3 separate regions of the Mus musculus genome follow, and regions 1 and 3 are each linked to region 2. The links are chromatin contacts, called in public HiChIP or PLAC-seq and promoter capture Hi-C maps. All regions are on one chromosome and are shown on one strand. The core of a region is the stretch at or near the end of the contact, and the rest is flanking DNA. Distances in the headings are between cores, read along the strand shown. Region 1 holds the start of Smpd2 (sphingomyelin phosphodiesterase 2, neutral). Region 2 holds the start of Afg1l (AFG1 like ATPase). Region 3 overlaps Cd164 (CD164 antigen).

Region 1 (3,654 bases), core at 900-3,399, 990 kb after region 2:
AACTGACAGTCAAACATAATTTTGTATCTTTTCTTTTATTTATTTATTTATTTATTTATTTATTTATTTATTTATTATATGTAAGTACACTGTAGCTGTCCTCAGACACTCCAGAAGAGAGAGTCAGATCTTGCTATGGATGGTTATGAGCCACCATGTGGTTGCTGGGATTTGAACTCCTGACCTTCGGAAGAGCAGTCGGGTGCTCTTACCCACTGAGCCATCTCACCAGCCCTTTGTATCTTTTAATGGTTGAAAATAATCAAAAGATGAATTATATTTCATGTTATATCAAAATTATATATGTCTAACTCAGCATCTACAATAAAGTCTTTTTTAAAAAGATTTATTTATTTATTATATGTAAGTACACTGTAGCTGTCTTCAGACACTCCAGAAGAGGGAGTCAGATCTCCTTAAGGACACTCCAGAAGAGGGAGTCAGATCTCATTAAGGATGGTTGTGAGCCATCATGTGGTTGCTGGAATTTGAACTCAGGACCTTCGGAAGAGCAGTCAGTGTTTGTTGTGACTTAATCCCTGAGCCATCTCTCCAGCCCCTACAATAAAGTTTTATTAGAACACTTATATCCTGTGTCCACCGCTTTGCTTTGTTATGAAGACAAAGTATTAATAACTATGTAGCCCAGGCTGGCCATCAACTTCCTGTCTTGGCCTTTTGGGTGCCTGTGTTACCATACCTGGGCACACTGTTTTTCTCAACATAAGTCTAAGACTGTGTCCCAGAACACCTAACATATTTACTAATTGAACTTCCCAGGAAGAAAAAAAAAAGGTTGCAAACACTTTGCCTGCAGTGTGGAACAACCACAGGAAATATTAATGTCTTAAGAGAGTCAAACAAGAAAGAGAGAGAGAGAGAGAGAGAGAGAGAGAGAGAGAGAGAAGGGAGGAAGGAAGGAAGGCCACTTTAGCTGTAAGACACTGGTTCATGTCTCAAAAATACCAAAAAAAAAAAAAAAACCCAATAAAGAAACAAACACAAGCACTAAGCCTTCATCTTCCAACACACACACAAGACAGCACTTTCACTCTGGATGCTAGAGCAAGCAAGGGTGTGTGTGTGTGTGTGTGTGTGTGTGTGTGTGTGTGTGTTCTGAGGGTGAATTCTACTGCCCTTGCTCTCCAGCTGGAAAAAACAAGCACAAACAAACTAGTTGCTGGCTCAGGGCTGCGTGTATTTCACCACCGTACCCCCCAGGTTTTTTCCTGTTTCCAGGTAGCAGGCGTGCTGCGGCATGATTGACCTGGCTACATTTGTTTGTTTCCTGGTGCATAAAATATCATTCTACATGTTTACAAATTCATACTTGGATTCTTCACAGCACTTCTGGGACATCTCTTAAAAATCTGAAAAGTATCTGATTCTGCTAAAATGCAGAAACAACTACAGAAATTATAAAGGAAAGGCCCTTCCAAAATTAAAGTACTAAAAAAAATCACAAGTGTTTTTTTCTTTTCTTTTCTTTTTTTTTTTTAAACTAGAGGCGGGGAGGCTGAGGTGGTATCTGGGGCACCGGGTTACCTCAGCGATGGTCCTGAAAGCTGGAGCTTTTGAATATTTTCCCGTAATTTTGAATTTTGTAAATCCATAATCCAATAAAAAATTTCACGTGAACTAGCATTTCCATGCATAGGTGTTCCGAAATTACCATTTTCCCAATACGGATCCCCGCGAACGCTCGCTCGCGCTCCGAGTCTCTTCCAGGTCGCCCTTCCTTGCGACCAGCATTTGTTCTCTATGCCCCCATCCAGCCCTAGGACAGAACGTGGACCCCCGCCCGCCAGCGCAGGCGACACCGCGGCAGGGGGCTGAGGTGCGCACGGCGTCTGGGGCGAGGGGTTACCTCAGCGATGGTCTTTGACACCTGAAAGCTGGAGCTTTTGAAGAGCCCCACCACCTTCAGCTTCAGGGGCGGCTCGGGCGGCAACCGCACGTGACATGCTGGGGGCTTCGACTTGGGCCGGCACGGCTGCTGGGTGGCCATGGCAGGGACAGCAGAGAGCCCGGAACACAAATAGTGCGAGTCGCCAGGGCAACCGCGTGGCTCCTCCCCGAACGCCCGCAAGGGGCGGGACCTGAGTGAGTTCGTGGGCGGGGCCTCGCATCAACTTCAAGCCTGTTGCTGGTGGAAGCCGAGCCGGGAACAAGGGAGGAACCTGTAGGCCGCGGTGCGGAGAACCCACCGAAGGACCTAAGAATCTGGAACAGTCCACCCGAGATTCCTTCCAGGACTGCCGGCGGCCTCGCGCAGCCAGCCCGGGATTTGCAGCCGACCTTCTTTCCGGGTGGAAGGACGGCCTTTGTCCCAGTAACGCAGGAGTCGCCCCCCACCCCCAACCAGCTCGCGTTCCTGGGTCGGGGCAGCGCAGGACAGGGCAATAAGCCTGTGCGCGCAATCCGCCTCGCCGCCCTTGCTCCGAAGCACTCCAGCCATGAAGCTCAACTTTTCTCTACGGCTGAGAGTTTTCAATCTCAACTGCTGGTAAGTAAGTGCTCCCAGGCGTGGGCTGCAGCCTCGGAGCCACCTTCCAGTCCCCTCTCGCACATGCCTAGGAAGGAAGCAGGTCTTCTTCAGCCGAGCTAGACCCTGTCCTTCCCGAACCACCAAAGTCCACATCGCCTAAAGACCAGAGCTTGGGTGGTTGCAGCAATCACCAAAGTCCCTATCATCCAAAGCTGAGGTGATGACAGCAGTAATCGTCCCAAACCTGGCCCATGTCTTTCCTTTTAAATGATTTACTTTTATTTTATGTACATTTGGTGTTTTGCCTGTATGTATGTCTGTGTGAAGGTGCCAGATTCTCTGGAACTGGAGTTACAGACAGTTGTAAGCTGTCATGTGCTTGCTGGAAATTGAACTGCTGACCCATCTCTTCTGCCCCCTGCGTCCTCCACCCCTTTTAGGGACATCCCCTACCTGAGCAAACATAGGGCGGACCGCATGAAGCGCTTGGGAGACTTTCTGAACTTGGAAAACTTTGATCTGGCTCTCCTGGAGGAGGTGAGGTTGTAGGGCAGGCTAGGTTGGAGGAGGGCAGCAGGCGGCAGGCGGCGCAGGAAAACTGTTCTGTCTGGGATGAAATCCAAGCAAGTATCCTCACCTTCTTCCTCAGGTGTGGAGTGAGCAGGACTTCCAGTACCTAAGGCAAAGGCTATCGCTCACCTATCCAGATGCACACTACTTCAGAAGGTGAAAAGCCTGTGTTCTCAGCCTGTTCTCAGACGAGGAAGCTCTCCAACATTCTTGCTTGCACCCTCGATCTTCTTCCTCTGGGTGTGAGAAGAGCAGGCCGTCACCCTCATCTTGCAAGGGCTGCTGTCTTAGGCTTTGTTCTGGGGTTGATCTTAGCAGTAGAGCTGGGAGACCGCGGAGGGGAAGAGGGCTGGCTGGGTACTCCCCTCCTTGCTCTTCTGGTTATTAAGCAAGAGTTGGTTTTCAGCGGGATGATAGGCAGTGGCCTCTGTGTGTTCTCCAAACACCCAATCCAGGAAATCTTCCAGCATGTCTACAGTCTGAATGGTTACCCCTACATGGTAAGGATCTCTTCCCTATCCTTGCTAACACAGACTGGACGCAGCCTTCCTGGGGCCTTGGCAGGAGGGTGTCAGTACCCTGAGTTTTTGTCTTCT
Region 2 (3,646 bases), core at 330-2,829:
TCGTAGGAAAGAGGTACAACAACTCAGCCGTCCAGGTCAGGTGTGACCTGTGCATCACTGGCCCACCATTGCCCAGCTCCAGTGTGTCCTACAAGCTGGTTCTGCACTGTCTGAACCGTGTGACGTCACTTCCGGGAGCCCAGCTTCTCCCTTTTCTGGTTGGCACCAGGCTTCAACCTTTTCCTTGTCCCAGCGTGGGATTCTTGGGAGCAGTTTGATTTCTTAGGGCCATTGTTTCAGTAGTGCAATAGCCAAAGGGAAAGAAGACACAAGTGTCTCTTTAGACTATCTTCAGTCCCATCGGGGTGGGTACATACTTTGACATATTAGCAGAGAAAAGGCTTGAAGTTACTCTGCCATACTACACCTTCCATTTCCTGTTTCTTCAGAATTCCTCTTCTGGTGACCACAATTTGGTTTCCTGGAATTCTTCTTAGTGTTCTCTTTTTTGGTCACACAATTGAAACTTTGTTTCCTCCTTCCTAGGAATGCTAGACTTTCTTGTTTTCCATAATTCCCAGCTAAATGTTCAGGTCTTTTAGATATGATCCACGGTTGAAGGGTTTACTTTTTTGTTGTTGTTGTTGTTGTTTTATTTATTTTTAAGGATGTAACTATGTAGTTGGACTTCTAACCCTGCTGTCTACATTTCCCAAATGCTAGGATTGCTGTTTGTGCTTTTTCTTCCCAGACTGGTGAATCTTGGGCTTCCTGCTAACTAGGCAAACACTCTATCAGCTGAACACCACCCGACAACCCCTGGGAAGGTCTTTGTCTTTTGTTAAAAGTTAATCTTGTATGGACTAGAGAAGTGGCTCAACTGTTTAAATAATGTGTAACTTATGCAGCCGACAAGGGTTTGGTTCGTAGCACCCACGTTGAGTGGCCCACAGCTGCCTTTAATCTCAGCCAGCTCTGGGGGGATCAATGCCCACTTCTGGCCTCCAGAAGAATCGCTTTCAATATAGGACACACACACCTAGACAAAAATATAATCTCCGTACTCCTCCACAACAGTGCTCTCTCCTTGATCCCACTATTGTCTTTAGCTGCAGCGTTCATCTAGCCAAAGGGTCGCCAGCCTCAAATGAGGGCAGTCGCAAATTCAAGTGGTCACACCATCCCATGACTGCCACATCCACCAGCTGTCAGTCTGGGCCCTTTGGCTTTCCTGTCCCACTTATAAGCTTCTTCAAAGCATGAAAACATGTGCTATATAGAAGATAATTTCTATTACTCAACAGCTCAAACAGAAAGTGGCAGAAACACATTTCAGGTACCCTTCAGAGACACGTTGGACACCGAAAGAAAAGTAAATTGAGGCTATATTATAGCAGATTGGACGAGGTATAATATATACCTCTTGGTCACCTTCATATTATGCGGTCTTAGAAGGTTCACGATTATTACTACAAGCTACAATTGGTTTCTCAGGCCTGGAGAACTAGGGTTTCAGTGGGGGCGGGGTGGAGAGTTGGTTCTAGCCGCCTCTCAGCGGGGTGGGGCGCACCCGCGACTGTCAGGACACGCCCCCTCAAGGCGCGAGGCCTCTCGGGACTTGTAGTCCCAAGGCCCACCGGAAGGCGTGAAGGGCAGGCGTTGCAGCCTTTCTAAGCTTGAGGTCATCTCTCTTTAACGCTCTCTCATTTTCAGGCGTGGCCTCCTGGAGCGCCACAGCACCCGGCTGCTCCGTCGCGTCTTCTGGGTTACAATAAAGTTTTCCTCCCTGTACGGAGCTCAAGATGGCGGCCTCCTGGTCGCCCTTGGTTACTCTGCGCTCCGCCGCGCGCAGCCGGCTGACTGGGAGAGGTGTTGGGTGCGGGGCGCGGGTCGTCGCAATCCCTCCTCCGGCCCCTGGCCCTGGGAAACCCCTGTGGAAAGGTCAGTGACCGTGTCACGAGCGGGCCGCGCAAGGCCCTGGGGTCACCCCACTGTCTGATCCCTCCCAGCTGCACCCGTGGCTTCACAAGTTGTAAGGATCCTAGAGACGAGTTCGTGTCTATTGACCTTTTGCATCTCGTTGCCCCAAAGAGCGCTGAGCGCCTCAGGCAGCTGCCCAGAGTAACTTCCATTTGAGGGTCAGAGGCCAACCCAGTTCTTCCCCAGGTAACCCAGGCCTGGAGAGGGCAGGTGTGCAAGAGCCCGGCTTGGAGGGATGGGGGTAAGCAAGATGGGGTTGGTGTGTGGGGAGCCTTTCACCCCAACCCATCTGGGCTCTTAAGGCTGGTGATGGACTTAATGGTCATGTCAGTCAGGGACCCTATGCCCCCTCCCCGCCCATTTTCTCGATGCAGTCTTAAATTCCTAGGGCATCACTTTGTCTGTTTGTCTGTCATTTATCTGTTTTGCCCCTGACCTTCGATTCTTTCGTTCTACTGTCATGTGTCTGTGAATGAGTGGTTAGCCAAATTACAATCACGTGGTCTCACTGTGTGGTACAGGCTGGCCACGAACTTGAGAACCTCCTGCTGCTCTTTCCCAGAAGTGCTAATTTTACCTCTCTTCACTGGACTGGTTTCTCAAAAGACAGCAAACCCTGTGTCCTTATTTCCTTGGCACGTAGGATGGTGATTGGTGTCTGATGAGCAGATATTTTCAAATGAACGACGTTATTCTCATGGTCTTCCTCAGTCACCTTTCCTCATCTCCAAGAGCTTCTTTATATACCTTCAAAATCGGATATAATTTAACAGAGTATATATATGCAAATGCCGATTCTCATCGTCTCAAGATAGGTTTTTTTCCCCCCTCAGTCATTGAAATAAATACCAGACTGTGAGCTTTACATGGCCCACTTAGCAAAGGGCCTTGCTATCAAGCCTGAGTTCAATCCCTAGGACCCATATGGCAGAGGGGAAGTACCAACACCCACCACTTGTCCTCTCTTGCGCGCGCGCACGCGCACACACACACACACACACACACACACAAAATAAGTAAAGTAAAAAATATTCCTTTCTATTTTATAAACAAGAGAAATGCTGAAGTATAAATCTCATTAATTGAGTCTGGATTACAGTTTCTGCCCCTTTCTTTACTCCCCCCCCCCACACCCGCCATCAAGAAATAACCCCAGGAGGGTTATTTCTTTTTCCCCTCTTGTTTGAAGTTTCATTTACAAAGCTGGCTTAAACAAAGGCAGGAAGGAAGCCTTGGGAGAGACCATGAGGACAGGAAGGGCAGGATTTGGCTTGATTTTCAGCAGTACTGTGCTTTGAACCCAAGGTCTCCTGTGCACTAGGCCACCCTTCTGCCACAGAGCTATAGGTTCAGTTCTTTTTTTTCTTTTCTTTTTTTTTAGTTTTTTGAGACAGGGTTTCTCTGTATAGCCCTGGCTGTCCTGGAACTCACTTTGTAGACCAGGCTGGCCTCGAACTCAGAAATCCTCCTGCCTCTGCCTCCCGAGTGCTGAGATTAAAGGCGTGTGCCACCACCAGGCCAGTTTTAACCCTCTTAATAGTTAAGGGAAAGCCTTTTCTCAGACAGCAAAGGGGCCCTCTGTTCCAGGGCTCAGGTGCTGATCCTGAGGCTAGACTATCACAGCAGATTTGAGACTGGCTTGTGCTACATAGTGAGTTCAGGTCTAACAACAACCAAGAAATCATATTAGCCAGTGGTGTGTAGGTAGAAACGTGACAACATTGTT
Region 3 (3,862 bases), core at 1,300-3,799, 950 kb after region 2:
AAAACAAGATCCAGCCCCCTGTCCTTAATTGCTGGGGAGCCCAGACAGAAATCAGAGTACTTGCAGAATTCAAGAGGCAGAGGAGACAATCAAGAGATGCAGGAAGCTGCTGAAGTTCCCATTGCAATAGACCAGAAGCTGAAGCGACACTTAACACGCTTCAGAAAAGCAGTAAGAACAGGAATACAAGACCAACCTGTACCTCCCAAACTTGTATCTGTCATCCAGTAAGAATTTACCAAGCATGCATCCAAACCATCCTATAGTGTGGGTAAAAAATTCAATGGAAAGTAAATGCTAAATGTTGGAATAGCAATGCTATGGAGACATTAAAAATTACTATAATAAAACCAAGCATTCACACACAACTACAAAACAACTATGTAGAGAAACACACCAACATATTACATCAACTACAGACATACCAGAAAACACGATAGAATTCAAAGGGGGGAATTTTAATTAATTTCATATAAAGCCCCAATGGGACTATGAATCAATTTCTAGCAATCTCTATAAAACTATAATCTCCATCAAGGCAGAGGGTGTAGACCTACCACTGAAAGTTGGAAATCTTCCAAATATGAAAGTCAGAGATACAACACCTTAATAGATCTATAAACAAACACAAACAAAACAAAAAACCCAAAAAACAAGGAAAACTACAACACAGCCCATAATAGTCAATTTGCTTAAAATCAGTAACAGAAGAAAACACGTACAGAACCAGAGATGCTAACAGACTTGTTATAGAACACAACTGAAACAATGGGCTAAAGTTTATAGATATGTATGACAAAAAATAAACAAACAAACAAAAAACCTTAGATTCCACATTCAAAATTCTTTTAAAAAAAAGTGATTTACTACCAATGATGTATCATGAATACAATGGTTTTTGCACTGAAAACAAAATACAATTGAAGTCAGGAGGCAAGATATACAAAAGCTGGATTTACCAACAGACACACTAACAAAAAACCAAACACTAGTGAATTAGAAAGTGCCAATACATACCCTTTGAAAAACAAGTACCCAAGGGCTACCTACAGCAAGTACACAGAATGGGGAGAACACACAAAACCTATCCCACCCTCTACTATTTACTCAATAACCTATGTCAATGTCTTAGGAAGCTTGCTATAAAGTTTTATGTAATTGCCAAATGATAAGGCTAACAGGGAACAAGAGGCAAAGCAGTGAATCCAACCTTTCATCCAGACTTGCAGGGGAGCAGTGAACAACTTTAGTGTAACTCAAGTAATCAAATATAGATGTTCCTGCACACGGTCCAACAGAACCAGACTCCACAGCAGCACATGACACGCTAATCAGAAGCAAAGTTTTACTCCCTATGTACTCAGAACTAAAGGGTAGGATGTAGCTGGCAAGATGGCTCAGTGGAAAAGGGTACTTGTCCAACAACCTGTGTTCAATCCTTGGGACCCACAAAGTTGAAAGAACAACAGGCTCCACAAAAGTAGTCCTGTGACACACTCTCTCACTCACTCTCTCTTGGTTAATGTGAGCTAGACGCATGCCCCTTCCATCAGCCCAACCATCAATCATTCCCATGGTTCTGTTCTCCACTAATTCACAGCCATTAGTTCCCATCTATATACCAGTCTACAGGAACAAAAGAAACAATGGACAACCCAGCCTCAAATGGACAGGTAAGGCAAACACAATGTTAATTTCATAATCAAAATATGACACTTTTGATCAAGAGACTAATAAACATTTATTTTAAATCAGTTTGGTACACATACATATTAGTTTTGTAGTTTAAGGAACTCAAATAGAAACTTCTAAGTCCAGCAGTGTCTGCTTGTGCAGCAAGTATGGCAAAGGTAAAATAAGGTATTTGATAGAACTAGATCCTCAGGACAAATCAGATGAAAACTCTGAAAAGGCTTTTATATACCTTCTGGATTAAAAAACCCAAAATCATTAATGGCTCAAAATACCTTGCTAAAGAAAGATGGTGAAGAGTCAGGGCAGCAGTGAATTCTGTGGCAAGAGCTTTTGTAGAGACTTGCAAAATGTCACTAACTTCCTACAATGTTAGAGCAGTGCTCAAAATTTCAGGAGCTTCAAATTAAGTTACATTCTTAGAAAACTTGCTACATATGCTGACATTTATATGGGGCAAGGAGTCACATGGAGGTAAATGACAAACCAATTTTGCCACCTTTATAAGGAATGGAAATTCTGTGTACTTTTAAAAGAACTTTAGCACTCACTTAAAACTAACAGCTACAGCACTGAAATAGATTTTTGTGAGGAACCTAGAAATTACAATGGAAACATAACTGTGAGGTAAACCTATCTTTCCCCAAAAACCTTTGAAGTCAGAGTTTAAACAAGTAAGGCACTTGAAAACATTAGATATATGTACAAATGTGCAAGTGAAACAAACTAGCTGTACCAGCAAGTGACAAAGAGATAGATTCATTAGTTTCACTTTATGAACCAGCCCACAGCAATCCGCTGTTTCGTATATAAACCCTGGGAACCAAGCGCTGAACTCTGTAACCAAATGAAAGCCCCAAACTTGAATGGCACAGGAAACCAAAAGCCTATTTCCAATTACAGCCTCTAGACGTGTGCAGTGTGTCAGAGGCAAGGGAGAAGTAACTCCAAAACTGAAAACTTAGTGCTTTCAGAAGCAACTGAAGTAAAAGTCTGCATGATTATAATGATAGCACATGGGAACTGAAACCAAGGAGGAAGAAAAGAAGTAAAGGCCCAAGGAAGAGAAAAGCCTATTCAGCCAGGGTATCGTCATTGGAAATCTAGAGCAACCTCTCTCAAACCCTCAGATTTTTTAAGTTACACAGGTCACATCTATTAGAAAACAAAGTGATTGTCTCATTTAAAGAACTAGAAAATGATTCTATCTACAACTACTTCCTTCTTGCCTCATGTAAAAGCCACTTTTCAAGAAAACCTGGTAGGAATCCTTAAGGTATAATATTTGGATACTTTGTGTACAGAGAGAAAGATAAATCAATTTTATGTCTAGTTTAACAGCCCTAAGAAAAATGTTAGATGGTTTGATATAAGGAAGCCTTTCAGCTCTAATTATTCTTTAGCTTCTATTTCTCAGCTCTAGAAAAAACAATGCTTTTAATTAAATATTAACAGTATGTTATCTATAAGCAGATTTCTGCTGCTCACATCAACAGTTACATTCTCAGACCAAGCTTTGCCTCCCACAGTGTGAACACATTTTTCACGACGTCTCAGTCTGTCTTAAGGCACTGTTCTGATTTCTTAATACGGTACACTTTATGAGTATGAACAAGACCTGTTGCAGATTAATGTCTGTGTATCCTTTCTTTAATCTAAATCTGGATTGCCCTGTGTGGCATCTTATTTCTAATATATAAAATACAACTTGTCAAGCATAAAAATTTACTCTAGGGATAGTTTAGTGCTAAACAAATTTAATCTATGTTTGAAGTGATGGCCCTCAATCTGCCTGACGGGTGGTCATTTGGCACTCTTCTCAATTCTGGCCACCAAGTTACACCTGGAACTAGGATGAGAATAACAGCCTTTAGGATTCTAGGGGACTACATTTCAACTGCAGTCAGAAGCTGCCTACACAGGACAGCACTCTCCACCACTTACAGAAGTTACATTTGGCATGTCAGAGGAAAAAACAGTCCCACAGCAGCAGCCATGGTAAACAAAGACGACAGCCACACGGATTCATGCAGAATATTTTAAATATTCCTGATGAACTAAATGGTTTAACTGACTTTTCTTCGAGGATGATGCTCCAAAATATCCTGTATGCATCCTTTGGAAAGGTAAAGATCCTGGAACAGCGTCTTCCATGTGGGACTTCTTCAAT

The links. HiChIP or PLAC-seq counts read pairs in DNA pulled down with a chosen protein or histone mark. Capture Hi-C pulls out chosen DNA fragments and counts their contacts.
Region 1: a promoter capture Hi-C map of adipose tissue shows a contact between it and region 2, with 2.8 times the contacts expected there. The contact joins the promoter of Smpd2 here to the promoter of Afg1l in region 2. A contact is called at or near these places in 6 of 39 promoter capture datasets (hematopoietic stem and progenitor cells, hippocampal neurons, liver and 2 more), 1 of 484 Hi-C or Micro-C datasets (CD4 T cells), 2 of 115 datasets of contacts at active chromatin or transcription factors (astrocytes and large pre-B cells) and 2 of 9 other capture datasets (adipose tissue and liver).
Region 3: a contact with region 2 is called in an H3K4me3 HiChIP or PLAC-seq map of bone marrow-derived macrophages, with 4 times the contacts expected there. The contact joins the enhancer-like site here to the promoter of Afg1l in region 2. A contact is called at or near these places in 4 of 39 promoter capture datasets (the C10 cell line, hippocampal neurons and liver) and 3 of 115 datasets of contacts at active chromatin or transcription factors (bone marrow-derived macrophages, extraembryonic endoderm stem cells and pro-B cells).

What each region holds. Positions count from the first base shown.
Region 1 is chr10:41,488,835-41,492,488 of GRCm38.p6, reverse strand. Smpd2 (sphingomyelin phosphodiesterase 2, neutral) reads left to right here and starts at 2,149. Exons shown (of 10, transcript NM_009213.2): 1 at 2,149-2,506; 2 at 2,929-3,025; 3 at 3,138-3,214; 4 at 3,465-3,558. The coding sequence starts at 2,457. Ppil6 (peptidylprolyl isomerase (cyclophilin)-like 6) reads right to left here and starts at 2,050. Exons shown (of 8, transcript NM_028430.1): 1 at 1,868-2,050. The coding sequence starts at 2,008.
Region 2 is chr10:42,476,498-42,480,143 of GRCm38.p6, reverse strand. Afg1l (AFG1 like ATPase) reads left to right here and starts at 1,579. Exons shown (of 13, transcript NM_145743.2): 1 at 1,579-1,881. The coding sequence starts at 1,743.
Region 3 is chr10:41,528,903-41,532,764 of GRCm38.p6, reverse strand. It overlaps Cd164 (CD164 antigen), which reads right to left. Exons shown (of 6, transcript NM_016898.2): 6 at 1,723-3,862. Among named protein-coding and RNA genes, the nearest start is that of Cd164, 11 kb to the right of the region's middle. Within about 2 kb of position 2,549, at least 50 of the 459 cell types and tissues checked have an H3K27ac peak or open chromatin away from gene starts, as enhancers often do. A contact at or near this core is called in bone marrow-derived macrophages, where this site is marked.